Linked DNA regions of Mus musculus: region 2 is linked to region 1. A link is a contact called in public HiChIP or PLAC-seq data. All regions are on one chromosome and are shown on one strand. Each heading gives the region's core, a stretch centred on a gene start, on an enhancer-like site or on the middle of the called end of the contact. The rest is flanking DNA. Distances are from core to core; before and after follow the strand shown.

Region 1 (7,048 bases), core at 1,279-3,778:
AGTGCCAGTATATGGGTCTTCATCAGATGGCATCCTGAGGGTCCTTGTTTGTGGAGAATATTTCCACAGCCTCTCTTGGTACAGGTGGGCTGCACTGGGTATGTAGAAGCTAAGGCTAAAGGAAGCCTAGTCCTTCTCTGCACCTCTGGGAATCCAGGTGCTGTTTGTCTGCTGAGACAGCCCTGTGATCACCCTTGTTTCTCAGGCCGCCTTTCACTGTTCCAGGGCAGAGGGGGCTCCAGCAGCCCATGCTTGCGTGTTTGCACGAGCCTGCTCTTGATCTGACCCATCTTAGGGCAGTGACAGATTTCTTGTCCAGGGAGTCTATCCAGGGAAGGCTACACAGTTTTCTTCCCTCACCAGGCTGAGGCTAAGGTGTCTGTCAGGGCCATACATGCATTGGTGAGTTAGCTCTGAAAGGTTATACATAGTAATGATACAGCCAAGAGTTCGGCCATAGTGAAGCCGGAACAGCATCCTCCTGTATGTGATCTCTTCATATCTGGCGGTAGAATTGGTTTAAAATGATTTAATGTGCTTTATTTTAGGCGTACCAACTGTACCATTGTTGCCGCCACAAGTAAACCAGTCCCTTGCTTCTATGCCACCAATGAACCCAGCTACCACATTACCAAGTAAGCAGCAGGCTAAAGACTTGTTTGATAATGGTGTTTGCTCCTGAAACTCTTTGTCTTTTAACCGTCCATTATCACTGCAGAGCTCTGTGACAGAACAAGAGTACTCTCCTTAGCAGGCCAGGAAACAGGTGCCACTTAGCCTGAGACTCCCCAACATCTCACCTTCCCACGCATGTGTGTGTAGGACTTGCTGGAGGCTCTTCTGTGGCCGCCCGGCTAAGGCGGCGCCGTAGTTATTTGTGCATTGAGATGCTCCCGTGTTAAATTGTGTGGATTCTCGGTATTTCCAGTGCAGACTAAGTCCTGTTGTCTAGCTGATATCCGTGAGATGTTACTTGAGTAATGAGTATGTGCGTTGTCAGGGCCTCCCATTACAGGGCTACAGTTGTCAGTGTGCAGATGTAGTCAGCCATGAACTGCGCATGTGCTCACACAGAACGATGGGCAGCACGGTGAGCTGTTAGTGTGTAGGTAGGCGCCTTCTCTCTGGTCCAGGGCCGTGGGAGCGTGTGTTGCTTGTGTAGCATTTGCTGCTTTCACAGCCTGATCCCTCAGACGAGGCAGAGCGCGTTCTGTGAGACTCAGTTGTCGCTCATCAGTGAACCCTGGTGTCGGAATTCTGAAGAGATCCTTTTGTCAGCGTGTGATGACCTGTCTCCTTCCCAGGGGAACGACTTACCTTGTGTTCTTTCTCGCCCTCTGCTCAGGTCTGATGCCTTTGTCAGCAGGGCTGCCTAGCCTCCCCAACCTCCCCAGCCTCTCCAACTTCAACCTCCCTGCTCCGCACATCATGCCAGGGGTCGGTTTGCCAGAGCTCGGGAGCCCGGGTATGTTGCATGCCTTACCCTCCTAAGACATTGCTAATAAAAACATGGATTCAGGAAAGCGAGGCCTCCCGTTCAGTCTTTTCCAGAAAGAGCATCTCAGCTAAACACATTTCAGCTACTTCTAATCAGTATCCATCTTTTATATGGAGAAGAAGAAAGAAGTCCATGACCCGGCCTTCTGCCTCCCTCCCTTTCTCTACACCCTGGTAGGTTTGGCCCCAGGCAGGCTACCATAGGATCAGTGGAGTTGCACTGTGCACTGAATTTGACAGTGTGGTACAGTCACCTAATAAAGATGCTTGAGTCCCCTCTCTTCACTTCCTGTTTAAGGATGCTACCCACAGGAAATGCTGGTGACTGCTCTGTGCAGTCCAGGCCTGGTATTTTTGTTTTTCTGAGATTGGAGGGGCAGGCGGAGTCTCACTGTAGCTGGCCTGGATTAACTTCCTGCCTCAGCCTCTCAAGTGCTAGGACCACAGCTCTGCACTCGGGCCAGCTAAGTGTTCTGGGGGTTGACAGATGGTTTTATAATAGTAACCCAGAGCACCAGCTGCCAGCAGGTGGCTCTCAGGTCATATGCCCAGGTGAAAAGGGAGCAGCAGTCCCCAAGCCTGCTCCTGCTGACGCTCCCTGTGACTGCCCATCATGACACTGCAGTGATCACTCCATACTGAATAGTGGTTGTCATTGTCACACTTCTGACAGGTTTGCATTTTTTACATCTTCAGTGCCAGGGCTGAAGAACAAGGGACCTAGAAAGCCCCAGCTGCACCGACCACACTCCCTGCTTCTTTTCCCTGGGGCCCATATTCTTGGTCCCTCTGTCTTTAAATGCAGCAAGCCTCTAAGGACAGGACAGCTTCTCCAGCCAGTGGTGTCCTGGACATACCCCGTACAATCCGCCTTCCCTTTGCTCTTTCCTCTCTGAAGATCTCCAGAATAACGCACCAAGAGCAGCACAGGCAGTGCGGGGCCTCCCCAGGTGCAGGGCGGCTCCCTTGAGGCAGTGCTGCTGCTCCTCCACAGCTCCTCCTCTTAGCTGACAAGAGGCGCCTTGCCTGGGCAGGATCCTCCTAGCTCACATCCAGCCAGCGCCCTTGAACGCCAGGGAGCACTGCTTCCCATGGCTCTGGAGGGAGCTGTTGTCGCATCGGCAGACTCCTGAGTGCAGGGCTGAGTACACGGAGCTTGGGCCTGGAAAGCTTTTGGCCCCAGCCTCCAGTTAGAGGTCAGCAAAGGTGGCAGTGAGCAAAGAGCTCTGCTTCGGCTGCAGGCTCTCAGGGGCAGGTAGAGGAGCTTGATGGCCGTGCTCTGGTTGCTGGGAGAATATGTGACCTCTGCTGTTTCTATCCTAGGTTTGCCACCTCTTCCCTCCTTGCCTCCCCGAAACTTACCTGGCATTGCACCTCTCCCCATGCTGTCCGACTTCCTCCCGTCATTCCCTTTGGTTCCAGAGGGCTCTTCTGCAGCCAGCGCAGGGGAGCCGCTGTCTTCCCTTCCTGCCATGGGCCCACCTTCTGACCCTGTCATGACTACTGCAAAGGCAGACGCCTCTTCCCTCACTGTGGATGTGACGTCTCCTGCTTCCAAGGTCCCCACCACTGTTGAGGACAGAGTCAGCGACTGCACCCCGGCCGTCGAGAAGCCTGTGTCTGATGCAGATGCTTCAGAGCCTTCTTAACTGGGAACCAATGTTCAGAACCGACGTGGTCTGTTTAGTTAACCACGGGGTCAGGTCTGGAATCGCAAACTACCATTGATTTCATACTAGTGTGTACCGTATCTGTAGGTGTCCTGTACATAATTCTAAGGGGAAACTACGCAAGAGGCTGAGGGCTTGCCTCCCACCACGTCGGGGGGTTACAGCCGAGGAGGGCAATCTGAGAATGTGCTTGTATTTTAAACAACCAAAAAAAGTTGTCATGGGTGGCTTGCTGCCAGGCATCTACTGCCGTTCTGGGAGGTTCATCTTTGGAAGAGAGATGGCGGGGTACCCACTGGGTTCCCTGTACCACTGCTATGCCTTGTGTAAGGAAATGAAATATTTTATGCCTAGTGCCCACATGCAACATTTCTTGTACTTTGTAAGTCGTTTGCAAGAACACAGACCACCTCACTAAACTGTACAAGGAAACAAGAATTTACTGTTGGTCTCTGTGAGTCGCATCTCTATTACGGTTTACACAAAACTCCCAGTTGCAGATGTTTTGTTCCGGTCCATGGCACACTATTAATTGAACATCTTTTTATTCTGCCTGTACACAGATCTTGTTTTGAACTCAGAATTATTCAGACACCATTTTGTAGCTGCTGCTGTTGCTTTAGATGCCTGTGGTAAGATGGCATTTAAAGAGAAAGAGAGGAGCTGCGCTCTGTAGCTACTTAACGGTATCGCGGCAATAAACTCCAGTCGCTTTACGGTCTCCTTGTGTTCTAAGTGGCGAGCGTGTACTTCATGTGTGCCTCACATCTCTCAGGTCAGCCTGTGGTGGGTGTGCTTTTCTAAGTTTCCAAGCGATGCTCCATCGAGTGGGACTGATGTCCTGGGTGACGGAAAAGCATCTGACAGCCCCCTTTGGAAGTAAGGTGGAAGCAGTTTGTTGACTGTTGACCTGGTACTAGCATAAAGATACCCACACCGCAGTGGTGGCCATTGCTGACTCTGCCAGAAACCCAGCCCCTCTCCCAGGATGCATTTATAGAGACACAGGCCTAAAGTCAGTGATGTAGAAATCTCCACAGTCCCAGCACTGGGCATCCCTGAAGCAGTCTGGCAGCTCATGAGCCAAATTGGCAAGTTCCACACTCAGTGAGAGACCTGCAAAAACAGGTGGTTTTTTCTCTCTCTCTCTCTCTCTCTCTCTCTCTCTCTCTCTCTCTCTCTCTCTCTCTCGTGAGAGTCTATGAAGCCCCAGGCTCTGGGGGAGAGAGCCTGGGGGGGTGGGGGGGTGATGGTCAGTGAACTCTACTTGAAGTGCAAAACTGAGTATTCTGTTCAGGAAATCATGAGTCTCTTAAGTGTTGGGGATTAATCCCAGGGCCATGAGCAAGCTGGGTAAATGCTTCCCCAGTGAGCTCCTTAGTTCCAGTCATTTGAGGGCAATGGTAGACCCTGTAGTGGGTTCCAGAAGCACAGATTTAAGACTGTGTCCTGGTCAGTATGCCACTCTCTTTGATAAGCCAAGAAGAAACCTTGTGGGGCCCCAATTTAAGTGCTATAGTCAACAATGGTGGAGCTATGTAACAGCCCCTGGTGGCAGGCGGGGGACACAGTCTTGTTGCTCAGGAAAGCCAGGGCAGTAATGATGTTGGATTGGGCTGGATTAACCTCAGAGATCCTTGAAGTACAGTGATTTAAACAATAAAGTTCATTTCTCCCATTTAGACAAGTTTCCAGCCAGCCAGTGGTGCTGGCAGTACACTTCAATCCTTTAGCTCCAGCACTTGGGAGGCAGAGGCAGGCTGAGTACTGTTTGTGGCCAGCCTGGTCTACAGAACGAGTACTAGGATAGCCAGAGCTACATAGAGAGATCCTGTCTGCTCCATCTGCATGTGTGTCCACCCACAAGGTCATGGCATGGTCTCAGATGACAGGTGGAAACCCAGCCACTATTAGCCAGAAGACAGGCGTTCTTACCCTTTTGAGATCATGGTAGAGAAGTTTGCAACACCATCATAACAAAATCTGCTGACGAGCCATGCAGCCACAGAGAACTGAGGGGGGCTGGGAAATGGAGCCTTTGGTTCTTGTCCACCCACACCCATTAGCGGAGAGTCACTGGGGAAGTCAGCGGGCGTGTACAGTGGAATCACTTGCCAGTATTTGAGGAAAGCAAGACTCTGGAGGGGAAAGCACTGGGAAGGGACAGTGAAGTGACATTTGCAGGGAAGTGTGGCAGTGACTCTGTGTGTGTGTGTGTGTGTGTGTGTGTATGTGTGTGTGTGTGTGTGTGTGAGGGGGGGGGGCGGGAGTGATGGTCAGAAGGTAGCTTATGGGAGTTGGTTCTTTCCCACCAAGTGTGTTCTGAGGATTAAACTCAGTTATGAGACTTAATGGCAAAGTCCTTTATCCGCTGAGCCACCTCACCAGCCAAATTTACCCTCCCTGTTGATTTTTGTCCCTTTTGGGGTTTGCCCATGCTAAAAGGATGACTTCAATTCTTGGTCCAGCTTAGTGAGTAGATGAATGCATTGAGTGAGGGTGATCAGAGCACTCGTGGGTGGCCACTTGTGGCACTCACCCAACCTGCAGGACATGTAATAGCTCCATCTCCTCACCCCAGCAATTGTTCACTGTTGTTATAATCTTGCGGTGGGGCCTGTGGGTTCTTTAGATTTCAGGAACTTCCTCCCTCTTAACCGCTTTTGCTTACTTCCAGATTCTTAGGAGCAAGTGTTTCACTGTGCATGACAATCACCATGTAACACGGAACCCTCCACCCCTTCCGCAGCCCTTAGGTTCTCTCTGCTCCCATTTCCACTGTGTTTCCTGAGTCCAGAGGAAGGCAGTATATATGTTTGGTTATTTTCCTTCACCTGTGACTGAGTATTAGGCCACTGTGCCACAGCAAGTCTCTGGTTAGAGGAGTTTAACCAGTTGAGTCTAGAGTACACCACCCCTTGTGTCTTAGTCAGGGTTTCTATTCCTGGACAAAACATCATGACCAAGAAGCAAGTTGGGAAGGAAAGGGTTTATTCAGCTTACATTTCCACATTGCTGTTCATCACTGAAAGAAGTCAGGACTCTAACTCAAGCAGGTCAGGGAGCAGGAGCTGATGCAGAGGCCACGGAGGGATGTTCTTTACTGGCTTGCTTCCCCTGGCTTGCTCAGCCTGCTCTCTTATAGAACCAAGACTACCAGCCCAGAGATGGTCCCACCCACAAGGGGCCTTTCCCCCCTTGATCACTAATTGAGAAAATGCCTGACAGTAGTTGTATCTCATGGAGGCATTTCCTCAACTGAAGCTCCTTTCTCTGTGATAACTCCAGCTGTGTCAAGTTGACACAAAACTAGCCAGTACACCTTGTACTAAGTCTCCTTCTGTGAGCAGCTGACAGATTGTAGTTATCTATGGATGGAAAAACCAATAGAGGCAATTTGATGTATCTGATGTGACTTCCTCCTCTAAGGAAGACCTTAAGTCCAATGAGAAGGGAGTTAGTCTCACCATCCCAACAGTCGTGCAGCTGTTACACCAGTAGGCACACTTGCCCTGCATGGTAGTCCAGTTCAGCATATATAGCAAAGCAGGACTCTTAGGGACAACTCTCTCCCAGCAGCCCTGCCACAGAGAGGGGGCTCCCAGCTCAGTTACAGCCTTATTTCTCTATGTCCTTCGGCAGCGTTTCCAATAAGGACTTAGCTGCCTAGTGTGGTGTGCACCAACAGTAGTGGTAACAGCCTTATGGTTTGTGGGGCTTAGGGGCCTTCCCTTGTACTGGCAATTTCCTCTAAGCACTTTATGGCTCCTGGAAGTTATTTTCACACTCATACAGAGTGCCTGCCTTTATTTAAACCCCTTCAGTCTGTCTTCACTGGATTTCCACAAGCTTTTACAACCCAGTAAGATACCCGTGGTTTG
Region 2 (7,048 bases), core at 1,554-4,053, 500 kb after region 1:
CTTACCTTGTATAAAACAACCTCTACAAACTGTTACAAATGCTAATAAGTTGGCTATGACTTATTGTCTTATCTTGTTGCACAGTGCTGATTCCCCAACTGCAGACAGCAATGGTGACATTATTTGTCCTTAGTTGTGGTAGTTCTCAACCTGTGGGTCATGACCCCTTGGGGGTGGGGGTCACATATCATATATTCTGCATATCGGATATTTACATTATGATTCATAATAGTAGCAAGTTATAGTTATGAGGTAGCAACAAAATAATGTCATGGTTGGGTGTCACCACAACATGAGGAACTGTGTTAAAGGGAAGGTTGAGAACCACTGGTTCACAGGGAGTGCCCTGGAGAAAAGGTTTGTCATGAGTCAATAACGTTGCCTTCTGTTCTTAGCTTTGCTTACAGTGGATGTAAAATTCTGTTTATACTTTTCCATCTATCAATACGTGGATATGCTTTTCTCCTTCACTTTGCTAATCCACAGACACTTTCCATCTTTGAAATGTCTGACCTATGAGCAGTCTCCAAATTGTTGATAGTTTTTTTTTGTTGTTTGTTTTTTGTTTTTGTTTTGTTTTGTTGTTTTTTTTGAGACAGGGTTTCTCTGTGTAGCCCTGGCTGTCCTGGAACTCACTCTGTAGACCAGGCTGGCCTTGAACTCAGAAATCCGCCTGCCTCTGCCTCCCGAGTGCTGGGATTAAAGGCATCCGCCACCACATCCAGCTCCTTGAGAGTTTTAACAGTCAGTTTTTTTTTTCTTCCTGTATCGGGCTTACATATTTCCTCTTTGGTTTAGGCCTAGTAATCTTATTTTAGATAGATAGATAGATAGATAGATAGATAGATAGATAGATAGATAGATAGATAGATAGATCTTTCAATAAATATCTTTAGACTTGTGTATCTTGGTATATCCCTGGACTTTGGGAATCTGCTGTTTTCTAGATGCTGTTAAACTACCCGTACTTTCTTATGTGGACCATCATACCCTCTGAAATAATTAAGTTGCATTCTTGTCTTTCCTTTTTCTCCCACAGCATTGAGCTACACGGAGCAGTGACAGTGCTTATCTCTCTCTAGCTGGCGAGCTTAAAGAGAATAGTTGTTACATTTAATATCAGTGGTAGTTTGAATGAGAGTGGCTCCTATAAGCTCATATGTTTGAATACTTGGTCCCCAGTTGGTGGAACTGTTTTGGAAGGATTAGGAGGTATGGCCTTATTGGAGGAGGTGTATCACTGGGGGTGGGCTTTGAAGTTTCAAAAGCCGTACCACTCCCAGTTGGTTCTCTCTCTCTCTCTCTCTCTCTCTCTCTCTCTCTCTCTCTCTCCCTCCCTCCCTCTCTCTTACACACACATACATTTGTTGTTCAGATAAAAGCTCTCAGCTGCTGCTCTAGTGCAATGCATGCCTGTTACTGTCATGTTCTTCAACCTTGATGACCCTTGAGAACTTAATAAATAAACTGTGAGCTTAATAAATAAACACTTTCATTTGTAAGTTGCTTGTCATAGTGTCTCATCCAAGCAAAATAGAAAGTAACCGAGACAACATCTAACATGTGTTATATTAATTGGCTGGTGTCTTATATCAAGTTAAAAGGTTCCTGTACACTCCTGTTGCATATTCTTTAAAATCATGAGCAACTCTTTTACATTGTTCGTGACTACCAAATACATCTTCTTGTTGTATCTCAAGCCTCTTTTCTATGCTAATTGAAGTAGTCAGGGGGCTCACACGGTATGAGAAAAAGGCTCTCTGGGGGTTGAGTGAACTCTTCTTTCCCATGTTGCCTAGCTTTAGCTTCATCAACTGCTTTATACACAGCTGGATCCAGTAGCCAGTATCTTATCTGTGATGCACACACCCAAGTTCTGGAGCAAGCTAGCCTTGAAATGCTCTTTCCTGTATGTTATTGTTTGTGTTTGGTATCAAAGTTGCCCTAGTTTCACAAAATGAGCTGAGTCCTGTTCTCTCCCTTTCTAATCTCTAGGAGACTCTAAACTCCATCTGAAAAGAAGAACCCGTTTCTTGTATTTTGTCCCATTTGTATTTTATATTTTAACCTGCCAGTTCCTTTCTCCACCTTCCTCTCCTCCTCCCTCCCTTTCTCTTTTTCTTTTTCATTCACCTTATTCCTTCTACACCAGCAGTAGGAGTCCTTTGGGTCTAAAGGCATCAGAAAAAAAGAAAAAAAAAAAGAAAAAAAAGTTGGCTGAAGCCCAGTTTAGTAGGATACTTATTTTAATAAATGTTTTTTATGATCACAAACATAATATTTCCCTGTGTTTGGCATGAGCAATTAGTGCTGCCTAGATGCTTAGGGGAGAGAACCTGGTAGTCATGCAAAATAATACTGACTGCTAAATGAGAATTTCAATCTTCTGCTCATAGCCACCTGTTTTGAAATATTTTTGAAAGCAATTCAGTCACATACGTAACATGATAATTCTAGACCTTTCTGCCTGGTGACACTCAGCAATGAAGAGGAACATTTTAACACGGTGAGAAAAAAAAAATCAAAAGTTCATAGAAGCAAGCACTTTTCCACAAATAAGCTGGGATGATTCTCACAGTTAATTTAAGTTTGGATGGTTAATTTTTAATCAACTTAACACAAACTTGAATCACATAAGTTGAATAATTGCCTCCAGCAGATTGGCTTGTGCGCACGTCTATGGGGGCATTTTCTTGATTAATGATTAATATGGGAAAAGCCCAGCCTACTGTGAATGTGGCCACCCCTGGACAAGTGGTTCTAGTTTGTATAAGAAAGCAGGATGGGAGAGCAAGCTTTACTGAGAGCTAGCTGCTGTGAGCTGTGGTGCTGTATTCTGATGTTAATTCTGCTTCACCAACAGGGGTTGCCCCACCCCAACAGGTGATCTCTTGTGAACCTTCTCCCTATTTTAACTGATCAATAAAGGTCCAAAATTGGGCAGTGGAAGAGAAAGGTGGGTCAGGAGGTCTTTGAGAGGAGGGCAAAGAGAGAGAGGAGAGGGAGAAGGGAAGAGAGAGGATGGAAGAAGGAGGAGGAGGAGGAAAAGGAGGAGGAGGAAGAAGAAGAGGAGGAGGAGGAGGAGGAAGCCATGATGGAACAGAATCACGTGGCCAGGAGAAACCACAAGTAGCAAAGGGTCTTATAGCAGGGGAATAAATTAGTATAGTTCTAGATCTATCCAACCTAAGTACATAGCTTATGATTATAATAACTGGATTGTGTGTGTGTTTATACAAGCTTACTGGGGTTGGAAATTCCAGCAACAGCAAGCCAGTAAGCATTCTTCTTATGGTCTTTGATTCGATTCCTGCCTTGGCTTCCCTCCATGATGGACTGTGATGTGGAAGTGTCTTTCATAGACTCTGAAACTCAAAACTGCACTAGACTGGCTGTTCAGCAAGCTCTAGAAATCTGCCTGGTTCTTTCTCTCAAGCGCTAGAATGACAGGTGTGTAGCGTCTACGTGGGTGATGGGGATCCAAATGCAAGTCCCCCTGCTTGCATATTACCAACTGAACCACTTTGCAGCTCCTATTCTTAGTAAGCACATGTTGTCATATAAACTGTGCTTTTAGTTTTGTATAATATAACATTTCAAACATACATATATACGTATTTTTACATCTCAATAAATGTATTTTTTTAGTTATATTTCTGTAACATCATTTTTAATAGCTTCCTACTGTTCCACTCTATAGAATCTATATGTTTGTTTGGAGATGGGGATTGATGTCTGTGACTTCACAGGCGAGTGAGGCTACTCTATGCTACAAACATATACATTCTATACAATAACAGCCAAACCAGCATGGGATTCTTAGTCTTCTTCAATATTTTCGTTTCTATAAACAAAATTTCATGATATTTGCGACTCAATTCCTGTAAATCTTTTCACTAAACTCCTTTCTCAGTGGAATTGAGGGTTCAAAATATTTATATTATGCCATTTTAGTAAATACTACAACTTTCAATATGTCCTTTAAAACATTTTATAAGTTATGTATTTTGCTTGTAGAAAAACTTCCCCCTCTTTCTCCAAATGATCATCATAGCCAGCTTACACTAGGCTGGCAGAAAATTTACTACTCTGAAATGTAATAGATTTTATTTTAACTAAAGTAAAAAATCGTCAATCTTCTCCTTGCCGCTCACTTTCTTGAATTCCTTCCACACCTGGAGGCCTAATAATTGGTTTTGTAGCCTAATCTTTTGGTTTATTAATATAGGTAAATCTCTCTAGTAGTTCTATTCATCTTTTGATTAAATTGATCATATTGCATAAAGCAGTGAGTGTCCAGTATTCAAGTGAATTCAAAGGAGGCTGTGCCAAGCCTTTTTGATTTGCAAATCTCCATGTAAATGCCATTCCTCGAGGCAGTTAAATGCTCAGCCTCCTGATATTAGCACAGCATGAAAAGCAACAGTTTTTATATTTTCGAGAATACATTTCCCTCAGCAGCGTGCATACGTCAGTATGCATGCATATGTGGATACCTTTTTCTACTATGATATGCTTTATTGCTTACAGACATGAAATCAATTATTTAACTACCAGAGCAAATATATTTGGCTATTGTTTTTTATCTGAACAAGATCTCTAGCTAGACCCTTCCTTCTCTGCTACCTCATCCTGGGCAAAGGAGAGGACAATTTAGTAGTTTACGTGATGATTAACTGTGTTCAAAGGCTCAGAAAATACCGATGGTTGGACAAGGGAGAGAGCAGTTCACAGCATCATGGTCTACTTCGTTCACACAAAGCCGGAAAAAGGTATAGAAAAATATGGCCTATTTAGGAACAACTCTTATGACATGCGTGAGTTTCCTTAAGTCAGTGTAATAGAAATATGCATTAAGAGCCAGCATAATAAGCCAGCATTCTTGGGAGACATTGTGGATAAGAGATTGTCAGGGTTTGTACATATGAGGGAAAGTCTGATATCTAGAAACAGCACATTGGAGAATGGTATTCTGACTTTAATCTTCTGGATGAAACAATGAACTAATTAGCTGCTCTGAGCCATTGATCTACTTTCCACACCTTTGGGGATCAATTTCACCCAATATGGAATTGAGCCAGCCCTGTGTTCCGCACCCCAGCAGTGACCTCTCTGATTCAAATGTAAAATGCTCTTGCAGATGAAATTCACTAGGACAAAATGTTCAATAGAAAGATTACATTTCCAGTGGGGCAGAAAGATATTTGCCAGCATCTCATTAAGGCTTCGATACAAAGTCTCGGATTTCAATCAGAGCTGAGATAGAATGGCAATAATCCAGGAACGAGACGGAGCTAAGGCTTTGTTTCCCAAAGCATTATGCATTTCTCCCCCCATCTACAATAAAATCTTGAAAAAATTTCCAGGAGAATAGATATGGAAAAGAAATAACCCCGTAGTCATTTTAATGTCAGCTGCTCAACGCGCTCTGTGAAGCCTCCCTAGCCAGATAACTTTGGCTTCCTCTCACTTAAGGGGAAGAAAGGTGACATCATTTACATTTAGCCCAACCCGTGAGAAAGGCTGGCAAATCTCTGCCTCGCGAAGGCAGCAACCATTCTTCCACCTCTGCAGCCCCACCTCCCATCATTAATATGGCCCATCCATTTCCCCACCAGCATTTTATTCTCTACCCCTAGAAGTAATTTACCGACTTAATGGAAATGTGAGAGATTTGCTTTAACAGACTTTATGAATGTAAGCAGAGGTCCCGCTGAACACTTCCCTCTGGAGAGAGGTTATCCTTTGGCCAGAGGGCATTTGTAATAGTTCAGTAATCAAAAAAGATTTGCCTCTTCGGACTTGCTAATTTGCTCAGTCTCTTAAGTAACAAAAGGGTCTAAACTCTGCCTCTCAATTTAAAGCGAGCCGAGCCCGGTAAAAGCTTCCAGCTTAGCAAGAAACCCGAGAATTCACATCTGAGCTTTTAGCCCCATTTCAATTTGTGCAAGCCTAATATCACCAGGGCTTGATTTTGACTGTAGGGAAGGTGTGCCTTTTCCTGGAATTTAGTTCTTTATCCAGGAGGGGGCCGCTTGGGAAGCCTACGGACAGGGCAAACTGCCGCACAGATAAAGCTCGTTTTCCTTGAACGATCAGAATTTTTGAGTACAAAGCAGGTTCCACTGGAAAGTGAAACGTCTGCTGTCAAGTCAGGACTCTGGACTGGGTTTTGATGAGAGGGTAGAAGAAAAAAATCAACCGCATTCTTCCTAAATTGCACGGTTGCATATCAGTCAGGCACAACTGTGTCGCTGAATCCACAGCTGTGTCCGCGGTGTATAGGAAAGTGCCGGGCAGTAGGAGGCTCCGTCAGGACCACTGAATGGGTGACTGTAATTGAGAGGCACCATTGCCATGGTTCAGCCGTGGAGAGAAATGTCCCTTGGCTTCCTGTTGTCTCCCCAGTCCTTGACTAACACTTTTGGGCTGTTTGCATCAGCTCTTCCTGCCTTCAGATGCTGAGTCCGGCTGGAACAGGCTCGCCATACAACTTCATGGAAAAATGTATGGTGATGACTGGGGGTGGGTGGGTGGGAGGTGGGGTGGTCCCTTAACCCAGAAGGCAAGTGGAAGGAGACATTTCTATCTATAATTTTGACAAATAGGCCAAATTGCTAGCACTATTCAAAATTTTTTGGTTGTTTATTATTGTTGTTTTGAGACAGGGTCTCATATAGTCAGGGCTAGCCTCAAACTCACCAAACAGTGGAGGATGACTTTAAGTGCCCGGTCTTCCTGGCTCCACCTTTAAATTGCTGAGTTTGCAGGCCTACACCACCACACTCGGGTGTCTAGAGGGGTTGTCTCACTGTCAGCAAAATCCTTGCCTGACCATGGCTTCATGCTAAGTAGACGGGCAGGTAGGAGAGTGCCTCTACCCAGGTCTAAATGAACTAAACTATCTCCTCTGGAAATATTATCCCATGGATTACTGGATTTTCATCAGGCTTCCCTCGCCCCTCCCAAATATGACGAGAGACGAAGACAACCACAGTTGGCTTGTTAGCATGTAGAAAGAATGACAGCTAAGAATAGAACACATTTA

Evidence for each region. HiChIP or PLAC-seq counts read pairs in DNA pulled down with a chosen protein or histone mark.
Region 2: a contact with region 1 is called in an H3K27ac HiChIP or PLAC-seq map of embryonic stem cells, with 5 read pairs. The contact joins two enhancer-like sites. A contact is called at or near these places in 3 of 115 datasets of contacts at active chromatin or transcription factors (embryonic basal ganglia and embryonic stem cells).

What each region holds. Positions count from the first base shown.
Region 1 is chr2:70,687,838-70,694,885 of GRCm38.p6, forward strand. Gorasp2 (golgi reassembly stacking protein 2) reads left to right here. Exons shown (of 10, transcript NM_027352.4): 8 at 549-635; 9 at 1,346-1,465; 10 at 2,821-3,888. The coding sequence ends at 3,146. Among named protein-coding and RNA genes, the nearest start is that of Gm38528, 13 kb to the right of the region's middle. Within about 2 kb of position 2,529, at least 41 of the 459 cell types and tissues checked have an H3K27ac peak or open chromatin away from gene starts, as enhancers often do. A contact at or near this core is called in embryonic stem cells, where this site is marked.
Region 2 is chr2:71,186,293-71,193,340 of GRCm38.p6, forward strand. No RefSeq gene overlaps it. Among named protein-coding and RNA genes, the nearest start is that of Dync1i2, 22 kb to the right of the region's middle. Within about 2 kb of position 2,804, at least 13 of the 459 cell types and tissues checked have an H3K27ac peak or open chromatin away from gene starts, as enhancers often do. A contact at or near this core is called in embryonic stem cells, where this site is marked.